2 separate regions of the Anser cygnoides genome follow, and region 1 is linked to region 2. The links are chromatin contacts, called in public Hi-C maps. All regions are on one chromosome and are shown on one strand. Each heading gives the region's core, a stretch centred on a gene start, on an enhancer-like site or on the middle of the called end of the contact. The rest is flanking DNA. Distances are from core to core; before and after follow the strand shown.

The links. A called contact is a pair of places that touch in the nucleus more often than the background predicts.
Region 1: a Hi-C map of liver shows a contact between it and region 2, with 3 times the contacts expected there. The contact joins the promoter of CIPC here to the enhancer-like site in region 2. A contact is called at or near these places in 3 of 7 Hi-C or Micro-C datasets (granulosa cells and liver).

Annotation. Positions count from the first base shown.
Region 1 is chr5:43,555,264-43,559,806 of Taihu_goose_T2T_genome, reverse strand. It overlaps CIPC (CLOCK interacting pacemaker), which reads right to left and starts at 2,668. Exons shown (of 5, transcript XM_048059782.2): 1 at 2,518-2,668.
Region 2 is chr5:43,437,613-43,442,278 of Taihu_goose_T2T_genome, reverse strand. LOC106038765 (a long non-coding RNA gene) reads right to left here. Exons shown (of 5, transcript XR_010831885.1): 4 at 1-4,666. Among named protein-coding and RNA genes, the nearest start is that of LRRC74A, 58 kb to the right of the region's middle. Within about 2 kb of position 1,893, at least 3 of the 3 cell types and tissues checked have open chromatin away from gene starts, as enhancers often do. A contact at or near this core is called in liver, where this site is marked.

The DNA of each region.
Region 1 (4,543 bases), core at 1,419-3,918, 120 kb before region 2:
TCATCTCCTTCCTTCAGCAGCTGAGCAAGTCAAGCATAGAGCACAGGTCAGCCAGTTTTACTGAACTACGTGAAGTAGAATTGTTTCATACTTAAAATTACTGACTAAAATACATGGCAGATTCATCTGAAAAGCACACTGCTGAAGTTATTTCTAACTCTGTTACGATTTCTGACAGACAAGGCAATAATCCATTACTGTGCACATCAAGTTAAGAAATAGGAATGTAATTTCTTGAACTGCCAAAAGTGCAATGCGCAATTCTAGATTGCTCTGAAGTTCAGCACCATGGGTAACCAAGATAAAATAGAAGATACATTGTATATGGTTGTTATCTGTAATTAAATCAAGACTCTCTGAGTGAAGTGGCATAGTTGTGCATCTCTTTTCACACTGCCAGTAAATTAAGTGGGGACTTTCAGAACAGAAGCATCTCAAATGAGTCAAAGAATGAGATGTAGATAGAAAACTAACATATTAGAGCCACTTCTCCACCCATAAAGGCAAAACAAGCTAAGAGATAGTCATAAACATTTTTCAAGAATTAAAGTTGTTCAGTCCACACCTATCTTACAAACAGCTACCCCAGGCACCAAATCCCCAAACAAGTCAGCTGTGCTGGGTGAAGCCCATAGAACAAAGTGCTGAACCTCCAAAGCTGTGGTTTTGTTATTACAGTCTGTTTCACTCTCAGAGTGAGGTAAGTCTTGTGATCAGAGAACATGCTGGGGATGAAGAAATCCATACTGCTAAAGGTGCAACACATACTATACCTGCAATCACTCCTGGTGGAGTCTCGGCCTTAGAAATGCCTCCTCACACCCTTTCAAAACAAGAACTCTGGAAGGCTGAAACTAAAACCAACAAAACCCAGAAAAATGTAGACCTTCTATACCACATACTCATCACAACGTTCAGCTGCTTCCTAAAGGTAGGCGGGCTTGCTAAGTCTAAAAGTTCCTGCTTCTCTTATAAAATAAAGATGAGACTGGCTAACAGAAAAGCAACAGGATTAAATGCAGAAATTGTCTAATAGTATCTGTATAAATTATGTTTCTGTGAAGCAACCCTTTCAAGTTGTATCTCATGTTAGAGCTGTATATTTAAACCACAAAGACAGGAACTCAGGAGACCACATAATAGTCAGATCGGCAGCCCATTAACAGCAGCATCCAGTGATAGTTACATCAAATGACGCTGCAGCAGATACATTGTGGAACAAACTACGTCGAAACGCAAATTTCATCTTAAATCCTGACAGCTGGTTGTTAGAGTTGTGCTCTAAGTTCTTGAGCCTGGGCACCTCCAGTGATGAACTCTGTACATTAGATAACTGTGGTGAGATGCTAGCGTGACCACCTACAAAACTACAAGCAAGACAGAAAAATGCTCAACAGAACAGAACTTCTTCAGTAGCCTTCTGCCTCATTTTTCTGTCTTCAGTCACACCTGCTGACCTGCTAACAGATAGAGGACAGACATAACTACATAAAATCAACCTAGATACTGTCCCTCCTTTGGGATCCTTAACAGAATCTTCTAATAAAGTCTTGTCAAGGGATTCTGATCAGGAAACCCAGTAAGAAAAGCATGTAATTATATCATAGAGAAAAAATGCTGGCACTTCAAGATAAATATCAATATATATGTCTTAATCAGTTTGAATTCTAACCGGGTTAAAAGTTACAAAATATAAATCCTGCTTCACTGTGTCTTTCACTAACAGAACAGCTCAGCTGAATGCTCATGGCACAAACAAGTTTAAATGGAAGATGAGGGTTCAGTCCTGGTCCACGCTTCTATTGCTTACCCCTCTCCAAAACAAAAATATTTCTCTTAAGGAAGCGATATGTATGGATGTTAATCTCCAAAAATCAGAACTGGACACAGAACGAGGGCCAGATGTGAGTTTAATGCGAACACCTCACCTGTTAGCCTCACATCACAGGGTCATTGAGCATCCCGAGCTGGAAGGGACCACAAGGCTCATCGAGTCCAACCCCTGGGTCCACACGGGACCACCCAAACATCAGGCCCTACGTCTGGAGTTCAAGAAGCGTTTGGCCGATGCTCTGAACACGCCCGGTGCCGTGACCACTGCCCTGGGAGCCTGTCCCAGTGCCCGACCCCCCGGTGCAGAACCTTTACCTAGCACCCAGCCTGACCCTGCCCTGACCCAGCTCCACGCCGCTCCCTCGGGACCCGTCACGGGAAGGTCTGGGAAGGGCTGGCACCTCTTTTTCTCTTCCCTTCAGAAAACAACAAACCGAGCACAACCCACAGCGAAGCGGGCACTGGGACCCCCCGGAGGCTCTCCCTTCCTCCCTCCCTCCGCAGCTGCGACAGCCTCACGGCGGGCCCGGCGAGGCCCCGCGCAGCCAGCCCGAACGAGCCTCCCTTGGGGCCCTCCATCGCCCCCAGCCCCCTGCGGCAGCCCCTCGGGGCCCTCCAGCACCCCCGAGCCCCGCGGCTGCCCCCCGCCGCCTCCGGGCCGGGCCGGGCCGCGCCGCCCCTCACCTGCCCGCGGGCCGCCTCAGCGCCGCCCGCTCCACGCATGCGCGGCGCCGCCACCATGGCGCTGCGACCTCCCCGGCTGCGCCCAGCGCCCGCCCCGCGGCGCGCACGCGCAGCTCCGCTGCCTGCCCTCCTCTAAGGGGGGCGGGGCGGTGTAATGGCGGTGTCGCCACCTGAGGGGAGAAGGCGGGAGGGCGTTCAGGGGTTGCGGCCACAGGCCATGGAGCGCTGTGAGGGAGGGGTGTGCAGCTGTAGGTGCACAAACGGCTGTCAGGTCTGTCAGGAAGAAGGGCTAGCCCGAGGTGTCGATTTGAAAGCCCTTTGGGGAGCCGCCTCGCCGTCAGGGAGGTGGCAGGAAAGAGGGTTGTCGCTGGAAAAGCGGGGGTGCATCCAGCTGGCCGTGTGCCCTCGGCCCAGCGGGTGTGTGGGGGCTTGGAAATGTGTGCTGCCAGGCCTGGGCTCCTGAGGGGTCCAGGCAGGTGAGCAGGGCCAGGAATTTGGGATGCTGCTGGAGTTCACAAGTGCTGTGCAAAAAGTACAGTTCAACGCCCTCACAGGAGTCCAGGCTGCTCTAGAGGCTGTCATACCCCAGGAGTGAGAGGGCAGCAAAAGCCACGCGCTAACAGCCACCTACAAAGTGAGGGAGGCAGCATCAAAGGTCCAAAGACTTTAAGCTTGTCATCTCAAAGAGGGAAAAGAGCAAATGGAGGAGCTGTCATGAGCAGATGAGGAGCAAAAGATACCCTTATTCTTCTACACGGTAAATACAAGGTAGTGAAAGGAGTGTGTAGATTTGCTTTCCATGAACTACAGAGAACCAAGGGCAAATAAGTAGGTGGAAGTGGATCTTTTGGATCAATGAATACAGCAAGAATGGCTATTCTTATTCTGAGAACTCCATAAACACTGCCAGCACCTAAAAGTCTGTCAGAATATTTTGCATTTGGAGATGATAAGCAATTTCATGACAGAAAACAGAAAGGGGGTGTGTAGAAGGGCTGAGCAGCGACAATGACGTCCCTTGAATAGAATCATAGAATATCCCAAGTTGGAAGGGACCCACAAGGATCATCTAGTCCAACTCCTGGCACCACACAGGTCTGCCCAAAAATTCAGACCACATGACTAAGAGTACAGTTCAAACGCTTCTTAAACTCTGACAGCCTTGGTGCCGTGACTGTATCCCTGAGGAGCCTGTTCCAGTGTGCGACAGCCCTCTTGGTGAAGAACCTTTTGATATCCAGACTGAACCTCCCCTGTCACAGCTTTACACCGTTCCTGTGGGCCCTATCGCTCGTCACTAAAGAGATTAGATCAGTGCCTGCCCCTCCACTCCCCCTCGTGAAGAAGCTGTAGGCTGCGATGAGGTCTCCCCTCAGCCGCCTCTTCTCCAGGCTGAACAGGCCAAGTGACGTCAGCCATTCCTCATGTGTCTTCCCCTCTAGGCCCTTCACCGTCTTAGTAGCCCTCCTCTGGACACTCTCCAACAGTTTTACATCCTTTTTGTACTGTGGTGCCCAGAACTGCACACAGTACTCGAGGTGAGGCCGCACCAGCGCAGAGTAGAGCGGAACAATCCCTTCCCTCGACCGACTAGCAATGCTGTGCTTGATGCACCCCAGGATACGGCTGGCCCTCCTGGCTGCCAGGGCACACCAGTGGAATAAGCAGGTGGAAGTGGATCTTCTGTATCAATGATACAGCAAGAATGACTATTCTTGTTCTAAGAACTCCATAAACACTGCTAGCACCCAGAAGTCTGTCGGAATATTTTGCATTTGGAGATGAAAAGCAATTTCATGAGAGAAAACTGAAAAGGGGTGTGTAGAAGGACTGAGCAATGACAATGATTTCCCTGAATAGCAATATAAGAAAGAAATACTTTGATTGTTATGATGGTCTTGTTAAAAAACTGAATCATGCTTCTTTAAAAGATCAACATGATCTAATAATTCCTGATTGGAAAAGAAAAGGACCTTTAATCTCAGCACAGTCTCGCAAAAAATGTGGCACATACAAATCAAACAAA
Region 2 (4,666 bases), core at 644-3,143:
ACCCTCCTGTAACCTGTTTTGCTGGGCACCCGGATCGCTTTCCCACATTCCCAGCATTTTGCTGAGGCTCCCTGCTCAGAAGAGCATGGATTTTTAGGCGGCAGGAGGCCCTGACCACACCGACTTTGCACCACCACCACGAGCAGGCTGCTGCGACAGCTCCAAGCCTCCACGGGTGCTTGGCGGGACCCTCCCTCGCCCCCCACCTGGTGCAATAAATGTGCCGTGTGGCATTTATTTTAAAAACACTCGGGGCAATTTGCTGCAAGGAGAGGGCCTTGCCCGGACAGCTGTGGGGGCCTGCGCGGGGAGCCGTGCTGCGTCCAGGCCCGCTCGTGGCCCCCCTCCCGCTGGCCGTCTTTCCCCTCCTGAGGTATTTTCCTGCGCCTGTGATCTGTGTTCCCCCTCTGGAGCCGGTGTCCTCGCTGGGTTTTGTCAAGCCTCGGGCTGCCAGCCCCAGCTCAGGGGTGGGGAGCGCGGGGGGGGCCCAGGGCTCCCGCTGGGCTCCCCAGACAGGGAAACGCACGTCTCCTCTCGCACAACATGAGCTGTAATTTCCGGCAGACATTTGAGGTCCCCGACATCTGCATAATGTGTGCCAGTCTCCTAGCAACCCCAACAGCTGTCTGGCATTTCCAAGATTAAACTGTAACGATAGGCGGCCATTGCCAGGGAGCGGGGGAGAGAAGCGGCCCCTCCTGGCTCCTTCCAAGCCATTTATGTTTTACTCATTTCCTGCTCCGAGTAATGAGGCCAGCGATGCCGGGGTGGTGGCGGTGCTGCTGAGAAGGCAGATTGTTACACACACATGCATGTTTTTGTTTCAGGGCGAATTTTTAGTGCTCGTGAAAGGGAGGGACCAGCAGAGCTCGCCGGAGCCTGGCAGCGGACCAGCAAGCTTCCCGGCAGCCCTTTGCCAAAAAAACCCAGACATGCAGCCCCTGCTCCCGCCGCCCCTCCTTGCCCGCCCTCTCCCCCCAGAACTCGGGCAGGGGCCTCATGCCCGCCGGCACCGCGGCCCACAGCCCCTCGCCAGCCCCTCGCCGTCCCCTCACAGTCCCCTCGCTGTCCCCTCACTGTCCCCTCGCCGTCCCCTCGCCATGTTCCTCCCGCCGCTCACAGACACGCTGTGTTCCCGACCCACGACTCTTTAATCCCCATCTCCCTCCATGTCCGCCCCGGGGAGTTACGGCAGGAGGGTGGGGAGGCTGCGCCGTGCAAACCTATTTTCCTCGGAGGCAAAAACAACTCGAGGCCAAATGGATTCGTCGCACTAGTGGCTGAAACTAGGTGAAATGTCAGCGGAGTTACTCAACCTCGCATTCCCAAACTCTCGTTACATAAAAAAACAAGCCTTCTAGTGATGCTCGGGGCAGTCTGTAGCCCAGCCCCAAGCCCACCCCTCCGTGTTGTTCTGTGAGGGGCGGCAGGGTTGCGGGTCTCCTGGCTTGTGGCCATCTTCCCCTACACAGCTAAGCTCTGCCATTTGCCTCCTCCGTTATAACTTACTAGCAGGATTCTGTGGGGTTTGTACTTTTTCTTTTTTTTTTTAAATTTGTCGTTAGAGAAAAAAAAGAGAACAAAAACTTTTTTTTTTTTTTGGCTGCAGCTCTCAGCTCATTTTTGGTTGCTTTCTAACGCCAAGGCCAGCAGGATCCAGGAATTCATCTGCTGGTGCCAGCGAGAAAGCACTGACCCAAACAAGGGAGCCAGGGCTCGGGGCTGCCGTCCTTGCCAGGGATCAGCGAGAGGCCAGAGAGCCCATGCTGCTGAGTCATCAGCGCTCCAGCTGCTGCAAGCCTTTTCTGGGGACGCGGCTGTTGCTAAGATTCCTGGGAGCTGACTGATTGCTCCTTCTATAGTCATGTAACACACACGCACACGTCAAAGGAGCGGGGAACAGCGGCTGGTCCAGCTCAGACCAAGAACACAGCCTGCTGGCCGCGAGCAGCCAGACTGTTCGGCTGTGCCGCGCACGGGGCGGCCGAAGCGCCCGGTCCCATGGGACGAGCTCCAGCAGGAGCTGCTCTCCGCGTCTCTGCGTTTGCAGGGCTAAAGCCACCTCGCTGCCGGGAAGCTGCTCCGTCACCCACTCATGGAGGTGTTGCTTACAGCGAGCCCCGCTGGTGGTTGCATACAAGGTTTTCTGGTTGTGCTTGCACATTTCATCCCATTTTTTTTCTGATCAGAGAGACTTTAGGAAGTCGGAGCATGCTTGAAATCTATCTGTTGCATTCCTTGCAGGGCTAGTCTTGGATCGTGCCCTTCAAACAGTAAATAAATGTGCTCAAACAGCACTCTCGAGCAATTTCCATTTCTGAGGCCCAGGATTACCTGAAATTAAGGACATTTCTAATTAGGCCCCGTCACGTCTGAGACTGTTCTGCAGCCTGCCAGACTGCAGAGGGAGGGACTGCTGCTTCGTGTGCATCCTGTGTTTTCCTTCGCCCAATTTTTATCTCTTAAATCTTTTTATTCTCCTGCCTTTTATCTGCCTTAGGTACTCGCCTCCCACAGATGCTGCAGTTACCCTTGTTTCCTGCTCCTTGTTTGACACTTAACAAACTAGATGTACTCAGGCTTTCAGATCTCTCTGCTCAGATCTAGGTTGTTAGAGCCTTAGGGTATGGGACCTGTCTTCTTCTCTCTCCTACATTAAACACATCTCTGTGTTTAATGGAATAACTAGTTTAAAGGAATAACTAGTCATAATAGCATTTTGTAATGAAATCAGTAAGTCCAGAGTCCAGTGTCCCTACTCCTCTTTCTTTGGTGTCTGCTGGGATGCAAAACTTGGAGTTACAAATTGCCAAATGAGGTTTCAGAGCACTTGAGCATCACCATGACTTGTTTCCTAGTAGCACCTCAGAGTCCTAACCAGGGACTAGGAGCACAGAATACCGTGGTACTGAAAAAGGGTTTCTGACCCAAAGTGCTCATGGTCTAACTCTAAGAGAAGAGGCAAGCAATGGGCAGAGATAGAGGCCCAGCAGGCAGTGAAGTGGTTTTGGCCAGCGTGGCAGAAGGTGGTCTTCACAAACAAGCAACCTCATGGAATTTTTAGGGCAGATTCAGGTCAGGAAGGAGGGATTCTCTGACATCCTCAAAAAAAAAAGTTTTCAACTCAGTAAGACCTTTTCCAGGGAGAGACCATTTCCCCAGAGTCATAAGCAGTGTAAGGTCAGTAGCAGATTTAAATCCGATTCTGTCCAAGTGAGCACAGAAACATTCTCTCAGCATATGAAGTCCGTTCATGTAGACAGATGTAGGCGTAGACAAACGGATGTATAGTCAAATACAGATATGGATAAACACATGTTAAGTGTTTTGAGAAAGCTGATAAGAAACCCCATGTGCACCAATGGAGAAATAAGTAAATTTTAAATTGCCCAGAGTGGATGGGGTTATTCTCCATTACACCACGTGTAAGCAAAGCTTGAAGGACACAACGAACGTGCTACTGGAGAAGTGCTTGGAGGCTTCGCTGCAAGAAGCCACTCTGTACTGGCTGTAAAGGGACAGATTTAAGTGGGATCAAGTAAAATTTTTCTAACTTTAATTTATAATGTTTTAGGTACTGTAGAAAACAGAGGGAAAAAAGCACTGCACACATGAAGTTTCCTAATTACTTGCATATGCAGACTTGGAAGCTGTGTTTGGCTTGCAGCAAGGCATTATAGTGCTCTGACAGTGTGCCTGCATGGATGGTGAAAGCCGTGTATGGTGATGGATGATTCCATCCATTACTTTCAGCTACAGGCATGCTGTCCTTAAAAATACTGAGTTACAACATCTGAATCATGCTTTTTGGTTAATCAAGAGTATTTTTATGCCCCTAGAGTGTGTCGTTCTTCATATTGTGTGGAAATGCATTGGGTATTTCTTGCAAAAGTTCAACATTGATAAAACTGAAGAAAGTACACCCTGAACTAAAGATGCTGTGCAGCATCCCCCCACTCTCCAATTTAAGGCATTTTGGTATCACGGGACTCCTTAGACATGTTGTAAAGCACCTGTAAGTCAGGCCCACGTGTGCTATGGCTGGGCTGGCTGGTAAGGTAGCGGCTGGTAGCGGCTGCAGCTGACCAGAGATGTTAGCAGTGTGTTTGAAGAGGTCAGGCTCTGCTCTGCTCTGAGCAGTGCTGTTGTTCAGCCAGTCCGACCGATACCACCTCTGGAGCGACCAGACCTTCCAAGCTGCTACTTGCTGTCAAACCTCCCGTACACAAACAAGGTAGCAGAGTGGCCCACAAAGAACCGCTTCTCCTGCACCTACCCATCACTGAGATCTCAGGCGTGGTTGTTGGATGGAGGTGCTGGCAGCACAGACACATGGCCTCCTCCAAACCCGCAGACAGGGAGAGGACTTCTGTATTCATCCTTCTGGATCTGTCTACAGTGTTTGCTACAACTCGCCTCAGCGTAACTTTCTTAGCTCAGACACCAGTGATATTCAGAGAGCCTTTGAAATGGATCTTTTCTGTTGGTAAAATGTTTGTTCACATGAAACGGTCAAGGATTGCTGCTTCCTCAGCCTTCAAAGAAGTCATCTGAAGAGGCCCAAAAGGCTTCAGCCTTCCCCCCAGTACTGTCTACATCAATTCTAGGTCTTGACATTTATTTTCAAGGCCTTCTGTGAAACTGTCCAAGAATATCTTAGAAAAGC